Linked DNA regions of Danio rerio: region 2 is linked to region 1. A link is a contact called in public HiChIP or PLAC-seq data. All regions are on one chromosome and are shown on one strand. Each heading gives the region's core, a stretch centred on a gene start, on an enhancer-like site or on the middle of the called end of the contact. The rest is flanking DNA. Distances are from core to core; before and after follow the strand shown.

Region 1 (6,088 bases), core at 2,353-4,852:
ATCACACCACAAAGACTCGTTCATGGAGGGAAACAGAGATAAAAGGTGCTGAGATGGGAGCATAAACCGCTGCACACTTGTAAGAGAGTGCATCGTTTCTCTGCAAGCACCCTGAGCTCCCTCCCGTGCACCACTGGAATACATCAAACGTGGACAAGATGGCTAATTAGTCCTCATTACAAAGGGAGACAGGCTTCTTACATCAGCAAACAATCGCATCCATCAAAGCTTGACAGCGCAGATCAAACAGAGACAGAGCGGCTCTCTTCAGCAATATAGTGCGATTTCTATTCAGCAGCCTGATAGGAGCTGGGCTGCTGCCAGCAAGTAAGAGACGAGGGGTTTCCGACACATGGCTTCATTTCCTGTCATTACCACGAAACAAAACGCGCCTGCTTTCTGCAAACAGATCCATGAGCGCTGTGCCGGTTCGAAGGGAATAAACTGACTAATCATTATTGACAAATACACCATTTTGAAGTGTCTGACTTCTCCCGACACCTCTTCTTTCCCCCAAATGTCAGAAAAGCACTGGGTGTAAAAGAGCAGATGAAAAGGTTAGAGCACGGGATTACTGTGTGCAGCCGCATATTACTCATAGCTGTAGACACCACATCAGTCAGCTGATGAGAAGTGTTGGCGGGTTCACACATCATAACAAACACAGCCGAGTCCAGACGGACGTAAAACATACGTGCATACCTTCATTTGCTTACAGGAATACAACCACGGTGGCATTATCGGCAAACCACACATTTATTTGACTCAATCAGGGCTTTACAATCCTGAAGTAATCCAACATCTCTCTTATTTATAACATTTCAGAATACTAACTTGCAAAAAGCAGTAGATCACATTACTAGGAGGGCCAAAACTGTCAAATTCAACAGCTGGAATTAAAACCCTGTCACACTTTAAGAAAAATCAAAGAACAAGCTGGTGTGACATGAATTTGAAAAAAAAAAAAATCAGGTCAACATAAAATTAATTATAGTAGTGAAAATCAGCTTGCCCTGCAAACATTCTGAAAATTAAACTTTAGCTAGCAAACACATTTAACCCTTTGATGCAAAAAAACACCTTCTCATGCACAACATGGGACTAAAGTGACCCATATTCATTATGTTATTGCCTTCCTTCTATCTATCTATCTATCTATCTATCTATCTATCTATCTATCTATCTATCTATCTATCTATCTATCTATCTATCTATCTATCACAAAATATATATTTAAAAATGTAAAATATGTAAGCATCAAATAGAACAATTCAGCCATGTTTAGCTGTAAACGTGTGCCGGTGAACAGTATTTAGCAGTTAATGTGTTCCTTTTTGCAGAAATTAGAAAAATGCAAAAGTTCCTATATGGGTCATTTTTGACACTTATATTAAAATTTGATGTTTAAAAACAGTTTAAAACTAGATATTTGATAGAAATAACATAGGAAAATAATATGGGTCATTTTAGACCCATGGTGTGTATTAAGAGGATAGTGACAGTGGTAATGATTTATATTCAAAATGTAAAAAATAAATTAAAATTAAAAGGCTTTGAGGAATTCTGGGAATACTAAGTTAAGTTAAAATCTTGCAAAGATATAGTAAAAAATAAACTTAGCCGGGTCACTTTAGACCCATGTTGTGCATCAAAAGGTTAAACAGACCATGCAGATTATGTATATGTTATGTAGGGTGGATAAGGTTCTGGGGCTCCAATTTGGGGAAATAAAAGTCTTCAGAACAGATCATGTTAAAGTGCTATGGCTGTTCCTCAGGATAATTATTGTTCAACAACAGAAAAAATAATTTGCGGGGTTTAATCTGTAGCAAATAATGCATCTTTGCCACTTTCAGAAAGCAGCCGGGCATTCTAAACTGGTGAGAGAAGGGGGGGGGGGGGGGGGGGGGTCAATCAAGGGTGACCTCCAACCAACATGTCTAGAGCAAAGAATGAGAACCACTGGGTTAAATGACCTTTATGAAAGGACAAGAAAAACCTAGACCTGTTAGTGACGGCTTCCAACTGAATCACTCAGAAATTGGAGCAGTGAAATCATCCAATTAGACAAACCAGAAAAACAACATTAACTCTGCTTCTTTGCCCTTAGCTTTAATACAAATGAGCAGCATGTTAGTATAATTGTAAAATGAAGCAGAGTCGTTTCACTTGCTTGTGTGTCAAAACAAATGACACATCATGAAGACTGATTAAGAATTTCTGACACCACAATGACCTTTAAACTGTTGCAACCGCTCTAACATGCAGGAAAAACCCGAGAAAATCAGTTTCCTGTTATGGATCTTAACACCAAAGGTATCTGTAACAGTTTGACAGCTTAAAACACACCCAGACATTAAATACATTTGATTAAAACAGACACATGCCAGCCATACAGCTTTCAATGGGAAATCTGGCTGGAGCCACAACATGCAAACACTGCAGCACTGCATTAGCAGGTATGCGTCTGCAAGCATGCACGATCATGGAGCTGCAGTGAAAGCATTAGAACGCAAATCCAATGCAATAAAATGCGCTCAAGCTAATGAAAGACAAAGAAAGTTTGCCTTCCACTGCAGTGACTGCACAGGCTGTCTGCCACACTCAATTTAGCGCCAGTCATCAGACTGAACAAATGACATTTCACTTGCATGAGACGACTGGTGTTTCTATGAATCTTAAACAGCAAATCAACAAGTAAAGCGTCCAAATCGACAGCATTAGTGATGAGATCAGGAATGCAATGCTGCATAAGTCCATTGTAAATGCCCATACCTGGTAGACGTGCCCTTCCGTACATCACAGATGCTGCATTTGAAGGCTTCGGCACTGTTTCTGAAAGTGCACACGCTACAGTCCCAAAATCCGTTGTCCGCTGTCGGTTTGGCTTGTCTTTTTGGCCTTTAATGACAAGAGAAGCTCAAATTATTAAGGTCAACTTTCACGTTTGCCCCCTAACATCCGTCGACTCGAATGCGTTTAACCGAAGCGAAGTGGCACAGAAAGTGACAGAAAATCCGACACATGACGCGCGAGGACGGTTTATTAGAACCGGAAAATACTGGAAACGCACGCTAACCAGCTAACTAGCCACGGTTATTCTCCACAGCTTCTAGTCACCAGAGACATGTAATTCACTTAAAGGGTCTAGATTGGTGTCCGCTGGCACGGCAGCTAGCGTTAGCCAGAGAGCTAAAGATATCGCGTCGGTGAACGGCGTGAAATCGAATGTCAAAAAACGTCCGTTTAACGGCTAACTTCGATTAAAAACCCCGTCCGAAGAGGCCAGGCGTATCCCGTAGGAGAAAAATCTCTTTGTCTGAGAGGCACTGAGTCGTGTTTAGAGTCCTCTGTAAAGAAGAGAAAGCCGCCATAGCTGCGCTTGTTTCTGAGAGAAAGGAGAAACACTCCTCGAGAAAAGCATCCGAATATCCACCGAGCGAAAAAACAGCCGCGCGGACACCAAAATCGCCTCAGAAACTACCGACTGTTGACGCTTTCTTACCTGGTCGGGCTCTTTTTGTCGCCCATTGTGGAAAAATAGACTCCCAGAAGACCGAAACGGGTTCCGTAATTAACAATAATTGTGCGTAAAGGTCCGTGTGAGCGTGTATGTGTGTGTATGGTGGATCCACACTGAGAGAAGCGCTTGCAGGCAGACTCGCCTTCCCCCGACTGAATGACTGACTCTAGGCAGGGCGAAGAGACTGCGGACCCCGTGACTGCGCCGTCCAATCACCGCGGTTTTCGATTTAAAAGTCTCGCCAGAAATAATCGGCACGGATGGAGTAATACTACTACACTGCTCTCCGATTGCCAAACGTAATTAAGACTGTGTGCCTGTCGAGGTGAGAGAAAGCAGCAGTGAAAGACTGACTCGATGACTGAATGACTCTGCTATACCTCAACGGCGCTGAGGAGTGTGCGTTGAGCTGGGCTACAAAGTCAAGTTCAACTTGGGACACCTCCATACTGGAATATACATGCATGCGCTTACTTTATTCTGTGCTTTGACACCTCAAAGCAATGCATGGGAATGATTAAGAATGAAATGTTCACAGCCACAGATTTAAATCTGTCTTCAAGCATCTCAGAGTGCAACAAGTTTGTCACTGCAGCCAGCCTCACATAGCTACAAGTGATACAATATAAAGCAGGGGTGCCCAAACTTTTTCGTATGAAGGGCCAAAAACGGAATATCATTGAGAACCGTGGGCCAAAGATAAATAGGCTATCACAAACTAATTTACTTTAATGTTGCCATGGGTAATTTCCACATTTATTTCATTATATTTAAGAATCAATTTGAATCATATTAACTAATGCAGTAGCTTTTTCTAAATAAATATTTTATTGCAACAAAAACATAAACAATCACGTCTATAACAGAGTGGAGTTCAATACTGAATACACAGGTCAAGCAGAATCTGCCTTTGCCCTGATTTGGTCACCAAAGCCTCTGCATTGTCTTCTATTCATCGAGTGACTGTTTGTACATTTTAAACTAAATTAGAGCATTTAAATTAAAACATTTAATTCCAGTTTGCTTTTTTGTAGCTTAACAGTAAAACAAACAAATAAAAGGTTGCATTAAATTTGAAATAACAATCTCTAAAGCAATCTCCCTCTTTTTTTCAGATGGGGTGATGGGCCAGATCAAAGGTTACCATGGGCCAACTTTGACCAATTTTTAAATCTCTGATAAAGAGTGTCTCAGTTTTAAAAGGCATGGCTCACCCTGAAAAAAAAGAAAATTTGCTCTTAATTTACTCATTCAAGTAACGTTTTTTCGTCTTAACAATACAGATTTTTAGCTGAATCCATGATCACCAGCACTTTGAGAGTAAAAAAAAATTATTACAGAGGCAAAATATACATAGATTGTCATCGTTTCTATTTATGTTGTAAATAATGCTCAGTTTCTTAACATCATTTACATTTTTAATGAAAGGAGCTGAGCCAAAAGCCAAAGCTTTTGATTTACCGGTCAATCTACGTTCCTACCTTCACCCATGGTCATGAGCTTTTGGACTGAAAGGACAAGCAGCTAAAATTAGTTTCTTTCGCAGGGTGTCAAAACGCACCCTTAGGGTGAGGAGCTCTGTCACCCGGGAGGAGCTCTGAGTAGAGCCGCTGCTCCTCCACATTGAGAGAAGTCAGCTGAGGTGGTTTGGGCATCTGTTTCGGATGCCTACAGGACGCCTATATAGGGAAGTGTTCTAGGCATGTCCCACCTGGAGGAGGCCTCAGGGAAGACCCAGGGACTATGTCTCTCAGCTGGCCAGGGAATGACTCGGGACCTTTCATTATTCGAGGAGCTGGAGGAAGTGTCTGGGGAGAGGGAAGTCTGGGTTCTCTCCAAAGACTGCTGCCCCCACGACAGCAGAAAAGCGTACAAGAAATAAATGAAATTAATGAAACAATCAATCATTGCAAGGGACCACACAGGGGCTCAGAGGTTAGCACTGTCGCCTCACAGCAAGAAGGTCACTGGTTCGAGCTTCGGCTGGACCAGTTGGCAATTCTGTGTGGAGTTTGCATTGTTCTTCCATGTGTGTGTGTGGTCTTCCTCCGGGTGCTCCGATTTCCCCCACAGTTCAAAGACATGCACTACAGGTGAATTGAATAAACTAAATAATGTAAGTGTGTGAATGAGTGTTTATGGATGTTTCCCAGTACTGGGTTGCAGCGGGAAGGACATCCGCTGTGTAATACAGGTACATATGCTGGATAATTAAAAAGAATGAATGAACAAATAAAGTATAAAATTTTTTACTAATATTTAATTAATTATTCATTCATTTTCTTGTCGGCTTAGTCCCTTTATTAATCCGGGTTTACCACAGCGGAATGAACCACCAACTTATCCAGCACGTTTTTACGCAGCGGATGCCCTTCCAGCCCCAACCCATCTTACACTCATTCACACACACTTTCATACACTACGAATAATTTAGCCTACCCAATTCACCTGTACTAACTTTGGGGGAAACCGGAGCACCCGGAGGAAACCCACGCGAACGGGACTACCTGCAAACTCAACACAGAAACGACAACTGAGCCAAGGCTCGAACCAGCGACCCAGCGA
Region 2 (6,088 bases), core at 1,007-3,506, 120 kb after region 1:
AAACTTTTATAAATGTATTTGGATGATGTGATGGTAGCCCCCGGACAATTACACCAGTGCGGTCACCACACACCAACTATAAGAGGAGTAAAGAGACAGTGATAGAGCCAACTCAGTAGATGGAGATGATTGGGAGGCCATGTTGGGTAAGGGCCAGTGGAGAGAATCTGGATGTAGGTTACACCCCTACTCTTTAAAAGAAGTGCTATGGGATTTTTAATGATCACAGAGAGTCAGGACCTTGGTTTTACGTCTCATCCGAAAGACGACGCTCATTGACAGTAAACTGTCCCCTTCACAACTAAAAAAAAAGCAGGATGAGGGAAGTAAATCATAACAGAATATTCATTTATTATGAACTATCCCTTTAAAGGGTCAAAAATACATTTAGGGCTACAGGAAAACTATATAAACATTAATACATTTTTTAAAATAACCCCATATTGGTTAAAAAAACTCAGGTCATCCAATATGTTAGTTATTTTACTTTATTTGTCCCTGTATGCTGCAAAATAAATTTTACAAGCAGGCTACAGTAAATAAACAAAAAGTTGAATATAGATGTAAATAAAACTAAAAAGACAATTATACACTAAAAAATGCCATTTTAAATTAATTTCTGATTTGCAAGGTTTTATAAGACACAATAAAAGGCATATTTTTGTTAAAGATTACTTATCATACTTGCGACTTGTAACATTAGTCAGTTTGTTAGAAGGGATATTTTTTTACTTATTATTATTATTAATTCATTAATTAATGGTGAATTTTTTTTCGTCTGTATGCAGTTATTCTCTGATATTATGGTTAAGTGTACTTCATTTGGTATTTATTTTATTTATTTATTATATTGTCGCTGGTTCGAACCCAGGCTGGGTCAGTTGGTATTTTCTGCGTGGAGTTTACATGTTCTGTGTAAAACATATGCTGGATGGGTTGGCAGTTCATTCCGCTGTGGTGACCCCAGATTAATAAAGGGACTAAGCCAAACAGAAAATGAATGAATGAATGAATGAATTTCAAACTAACTCCACATGGATGACCTAAGTTTTTTAACTATCCCTTTAAATATATTGCAATGCAGTTTAAAATCTAATTTAAAAAAGCATAAAAAACGGCACTACAGTAAATAAGCAGAAATAGGAGGAATAAGATGAATATAGATATAAACAAAACAAACAAAAAAAGACAATTATACATTAAGAAATGCAATTTAAAAAAAAAATTCTGGTTTTGCAAGGTTTGATGAGATACAGTAAATGCATATTATAATTAAAGTTTACACCGCATACTAACAACTTGTAACATTAGTCATTTTGTTGGAAGGAAGTTTTGTTTTTACTTAGGCTATTATTATTAATTAATTCATTCCTTTTTTTCCATCTGTATGCAGTTATTCTCTGATATTATTGTTAAGTGTTAATGTACTTCATTTGGTATTTATGCATTTTTATATTTATTTTTCTTGTTTTGTTAATTGGGTTAATGAATGAGGGGTTAGGGGATGTGATTAACAGTGGACAATAACTTACTGTTTACCTCACAATAATTAATTTTGTCACACAAAAGACTAATAAAAAGATTAAAAATAAAATAAAGATAACATCACAATGAATAACATTATAGTCATAATATAAAAAAAAATATCCTCCTGACAGCAAAATAATATACTTAATAACTGTAACAAAGCAGTTTTAATAAGATATACCATTTGTTTGGCTCAGTGGTTAGCACTGTTGCCTCACAGCAAGAAGGTCGCTGGTTTGAGTCTCGGCTGGGTCATTTGGCACTTCTGTGTGGAGTTTGCATGTTCTCCCCACATTGGTTTCTTTTGGGTGCTCCAATTTCCCCCCATGCAATATGGGTGAACTGAATAAACTGAATTGACTGTAGTGTATGAGTGTGAATGTTAGTGTATGGGTGTTTCTCAGTATTGGGTTGCAGCTGGAAGGGCATCCATTGCGTAAAACATATGCTGGAATAGTTGGAGGTTCATTCCGCTGTGGTGACCCCTGATGAATAAAGGAACTAAGCCAAAAGAAAATGAATGAATGGATATACCATTTATTTTGTACTTTCATTGCGCTGGAGTGCATTACAAGTATTACGGTAAGGAGAGTAAGGTCCGCCTTCAGAGATTCATTTACGTGAGAGAGATCGGCGCTAAGCTGAGCAGCATCGTCTTCATCATCACACACAGTACAAATGAAGAAGTATGGCTGCACACTACAAATATGTCCCCTTGTTTTAACCAGAGCCATGGTTAAAACACCCCACCGCGGACGGAGCACTTTTTCACCATGAGGATTCACTGCAAGGTTGTGGCCATCGCGGTGTGCTTCGGAGTTTTTCTACTTTTGTACTTTTTCGGGGGGAACGCTGCGGACGAGCCGCCGCTGAAAGAAGTTGCGAAAGAAAAACATTTTCCATCATTCGGTAATTTCGAGGACATTGTCCTTCTGAAAGGTGCGAAACAAACCAACGAGGAGCCACAGAAACCACCGAAACTAATCCGCAAAGAGCCCAAGTTGAGCAGCAGGAGAGCAGAGAATGTCATCGCGAAGACTCGGTAAGACATTCTTCAAGTGCAAAAATCATGATCAACAATATGTATGATCCAACAACAGAATGTGTGCAAGTGTGTTTTATTATGTCTGATATCAGTTTTTCATAATACATCACATAATGTAAAACAATGCATTTTTCTTCCTTCTCGAGTTAACATCCTTTCAACTGCTTTAAAATCAGTGCATGTGTTTGATCCACAAGGGAATTTATGACTTGGATTTGCATAAAATTTTCTGTGATTTGTACATAACAACACGTTTTATTAACAATTAATAAACCACTGATCTTTTTCTGGATGTCAACACAGCCAATCCAACCAGACATACTTGTCAAAAAGCCTGCTGTGACAAAGGACATTTTGGCAAGAATGTCTTGAGCTGATTGTGCAATCTTTAGATTTCTTAATACAGCAAGACAGATAATCGTGCATGGCATCATTTCTGCACTATCCACACCAGATTGTGATGCACTAACGTCTTAAATGTTGCCAGAGAGCAGTGTGCTTTGTGCATGCTACAAAGCCCAGTCCAAGAGCCCCCTGTGAGCATCTCATCCATGATTATCTCAATTGTATTTTCATTATGGCTTTATTAAAAAGGTCACCTTGAATGCAGTTGCCTCGTTCCCAAAGGGTCTCAATAGAGGACAAAATCAATGATTGGTTGTGAGTAAAAGCAAACAGTCCCTAGAGACCGGAAGATGGAGTGGTTTATTTATTAAGACCGTCCGCCCTTCTTGAAACATAATTAAAAAGAGTTTCTCCCACATTTAGCCTATAGGTGAACAGTATTTTAATGTTAAAATATAAGAACCCCAATGTTCAGTTCAATCCAAGTTGTGCTTTTCACAATAATTATCATACCAATGTTGCTTAAAAGGTGCATGTTAATACATTACAATCCATTCAGACAGATTTCAGACGTTGTGTATAGGGTGGACCGTATATATACATATACACACATGGTAACCTGCAGTTATACAATAATATAGATTAACCAAGGCTGACCGACATGACAAAAATCTCATATCATGATATAAGTCATCTCATATCCTGCCTGATACCAAAATATACATATATTCATCAGTTATTAGTTTAAATATATTAACCACATGGAAAGAACTATTTTTTCTTACAATGTAAAGTATATACAATACTCATATTTGTACTCATTCATATGTGTTTTTTTTTTACATTATTTATAACTAGGGCTGCACGATTTTGAAAAATGACATTGCAATGTTTTGTTTTTCTGCGATAAATATTGTGATTAGGTATGGGCCGCTTTAAGATTTTAACGGTATGATAACCTTCGATAAAATATCAGGGTTTTATGGTATTGTGAATATATTCGTTTTAATAGTCTGGGTAAAAACAAAAACTTTTTTCCGCTTTAAACACAATAGCTGTGTCCGAAATCACATACTTCCATTCTACATAGTATGCTAAAAATAGTATGCGAGCGGAGTAGAATGTCTGAATTCATAAAATTTGAAAATGCGAGAAGTACCTGGATGGCATGCTACATTCGACGCCATCACACTACATTCATACTATACAGAACATACTGTTTTATTGGTCAAGTTAGTAGTATGTTTAAATTCAAATGCATTAACTACTGAGTAGTAGGTGATTTTGGACACAGCCAATATATTTTATTTTGAGAAACATTAAAATATTTTGGAGCAGTAAACATGTCAGGCTAAATAATTCATTAGTTTCAAAAATACTGATTTCTTTACAATTTAAAATGGCATCTTTGGACACTTTTTCAGCTGGAGATACCATTGTCCAAAAAACTAAACAAAAAAAGCGTAAAAATAAATCATTTCCAAACCGCTTTATACCTTAAAAGCTGTTATTGTCCTATGCCTAATTGTGATAAGAAAGAAAATTTACAAGATGTCTCTATTTGGAAAGATTTCTGTATTTTATACTGATTGGAATGATTTATAGTTGAGTGTATCTGCAAAAATATTCAAAAATTCAGCAAAAAAACAAAAAAAAAAAACACACAGATGAAAACAATAGGACAAAGATAGAAAAAAATAACTAAGCAGTACATTATGGTTTTCAGTTGGAATTTAACAGTGTTAAAGTACAGAAATGCTTTAATCAAATGTAAAATAACATTGACCAGTTTTTATTCTATTGCATTAAAAAACTAAACACTATTAATCTTTATGAAAGCGGCAAACGGGGTTTAAATTCTCATGAAATCACAAACATAATCTAAATAAAAGTCTTTCATATTATTAAATTACAACTAAACTTTGCAATGACTCTACAAATTGCATGTTCTGAACTGTGTTTTCTGGTTAATTGTGGTACCAGTTTGACATTGCAAATTTCTATTGTCGATGTGACTATTGCAGATTCGCAAATTGCGATATCGTTGCTAAATTATATATTGTGTAGCCCGATTTAGAACTTAATTACAAATGTTTAATTAAAAATGTGTAAATCGAAAATATAAACCACTTTTCAAAACAAATGATCACAGATCCAACTTTGAAAAATATTGCTAAATAAAATGCAAAATGTAAAGGCCGTACTATTTTAAATGGCGTGTAATATTGTGCTCATATAAATGGAGAAAACGTTTTACCATAAACAACGTACTTTGTGACTCAAGAAATAAACGATACAGCATAATCAGCCTGATCGTATGAGGAAACGCTACTATTTTGCATTTTGTCAGTGGCTAATTAGTAAAAATTTGTACGAGTTCAGTCATATGAAATGTACAAATTTAAAAAGGAGGCTCATGCCACCCCTAAACCCAACCGTCATTGGAGGATAAGCAAATCGTACTAAATTGTACAAATGAAAACGTACGCATTCATACAAATTAGCCACTAAATCAAAAGGTTACGAATTGCCTTGAGATTGTGTTGGCATACTATAAAACAATATTTTGTCCATACAATGTATATCATCGTATTTCACAGCCCTAAGGTGAACCATAACTGGTTGGCTTTTTCATAGTGTAAAAGGGTGAGTTTAATATTCATGGCATGTCTTGTTTCAGCAAGCATATGTTATCACCCTTCTGACAGCTTCACATAAACGCCACTAATTGCAGTTGTGAGATATCTCAACCCTTTGACCCTCCTGTTGGGTTGCCAGCAGTGATCCGTCTTCATGTCCACACCCCTGTGACTGCTCTCTGCTGATAAACCCACAATGCACCGGGCCAATGCAGTCACGCGGAAATTAGTTAAACAGATCCACCGTACAAACAAGAGGGATGAGAGGGTGTGAGTTGGAAAACGCTCTGTGCGTTTAATTCCTGGCTCCCCATCCATCTCCACAGAGGAAGGAGGAGGGGTAAAGCCATCTCGTCCCGTATGACCTGTTGTTTTATTTAGAAGTGATTAACTCTTCCGCACAAGTTTGTCCTTTTTAAGCGCATCCTCCAGACGTGCTTCCTGCCTCGCTGCTGAAAAACAGACAAATGTGTCCCTGATGATGTGTTTCATCACGTTCAGGGGGGCCCACGGGGTTTGTTTTGTCCCGAGG

What was found. HiChIP or PLAC-seq counts read pairs in DNA pulled down with a chosen protein or histone mark.
Region 2: an H3K4me3 HiChIP or PLAC-seq map of gastrula embryo shows a contact between it and region 1, with 4 times the contacts expected there. The contact joins the promoter of gxylt2 here to the promoter of rybpb in region 1. A contact is called at or near these places in 1 of 18 Hi-C or Micro-C datasets (caudal fin) and 2 of 4 datasets of contacts at active chromatin or transcription factors (embryo and gastrula embryo).

What each region holds. Positions count from the first base shown.
Region 1 is chr6:46,563,333-46,569,420 of GRCz12tu, forward strand. It overlaps rybpb (RING1 and YY1 binding protein b), which reads right to left and starts at 3,603. Exons shown (of 5, transcript NM_001012373.2): 1 at 3,506-3,603; 2 at 2,776-2,901. The coding sequence starts at 3,531.
Region 2 is chr6:46,684,248-46,690,335 of GRCz12tu, forward strand. gxylt2 (glucoside xylosyltransferase 2) reads left to right here and starts at 2,257. Exons shown (of 7, transcript NM_001110200.1): 1 at 2,257-2,569. The coding sequence starts at 2,301. It also overlaps a transcript of shq1 not described here.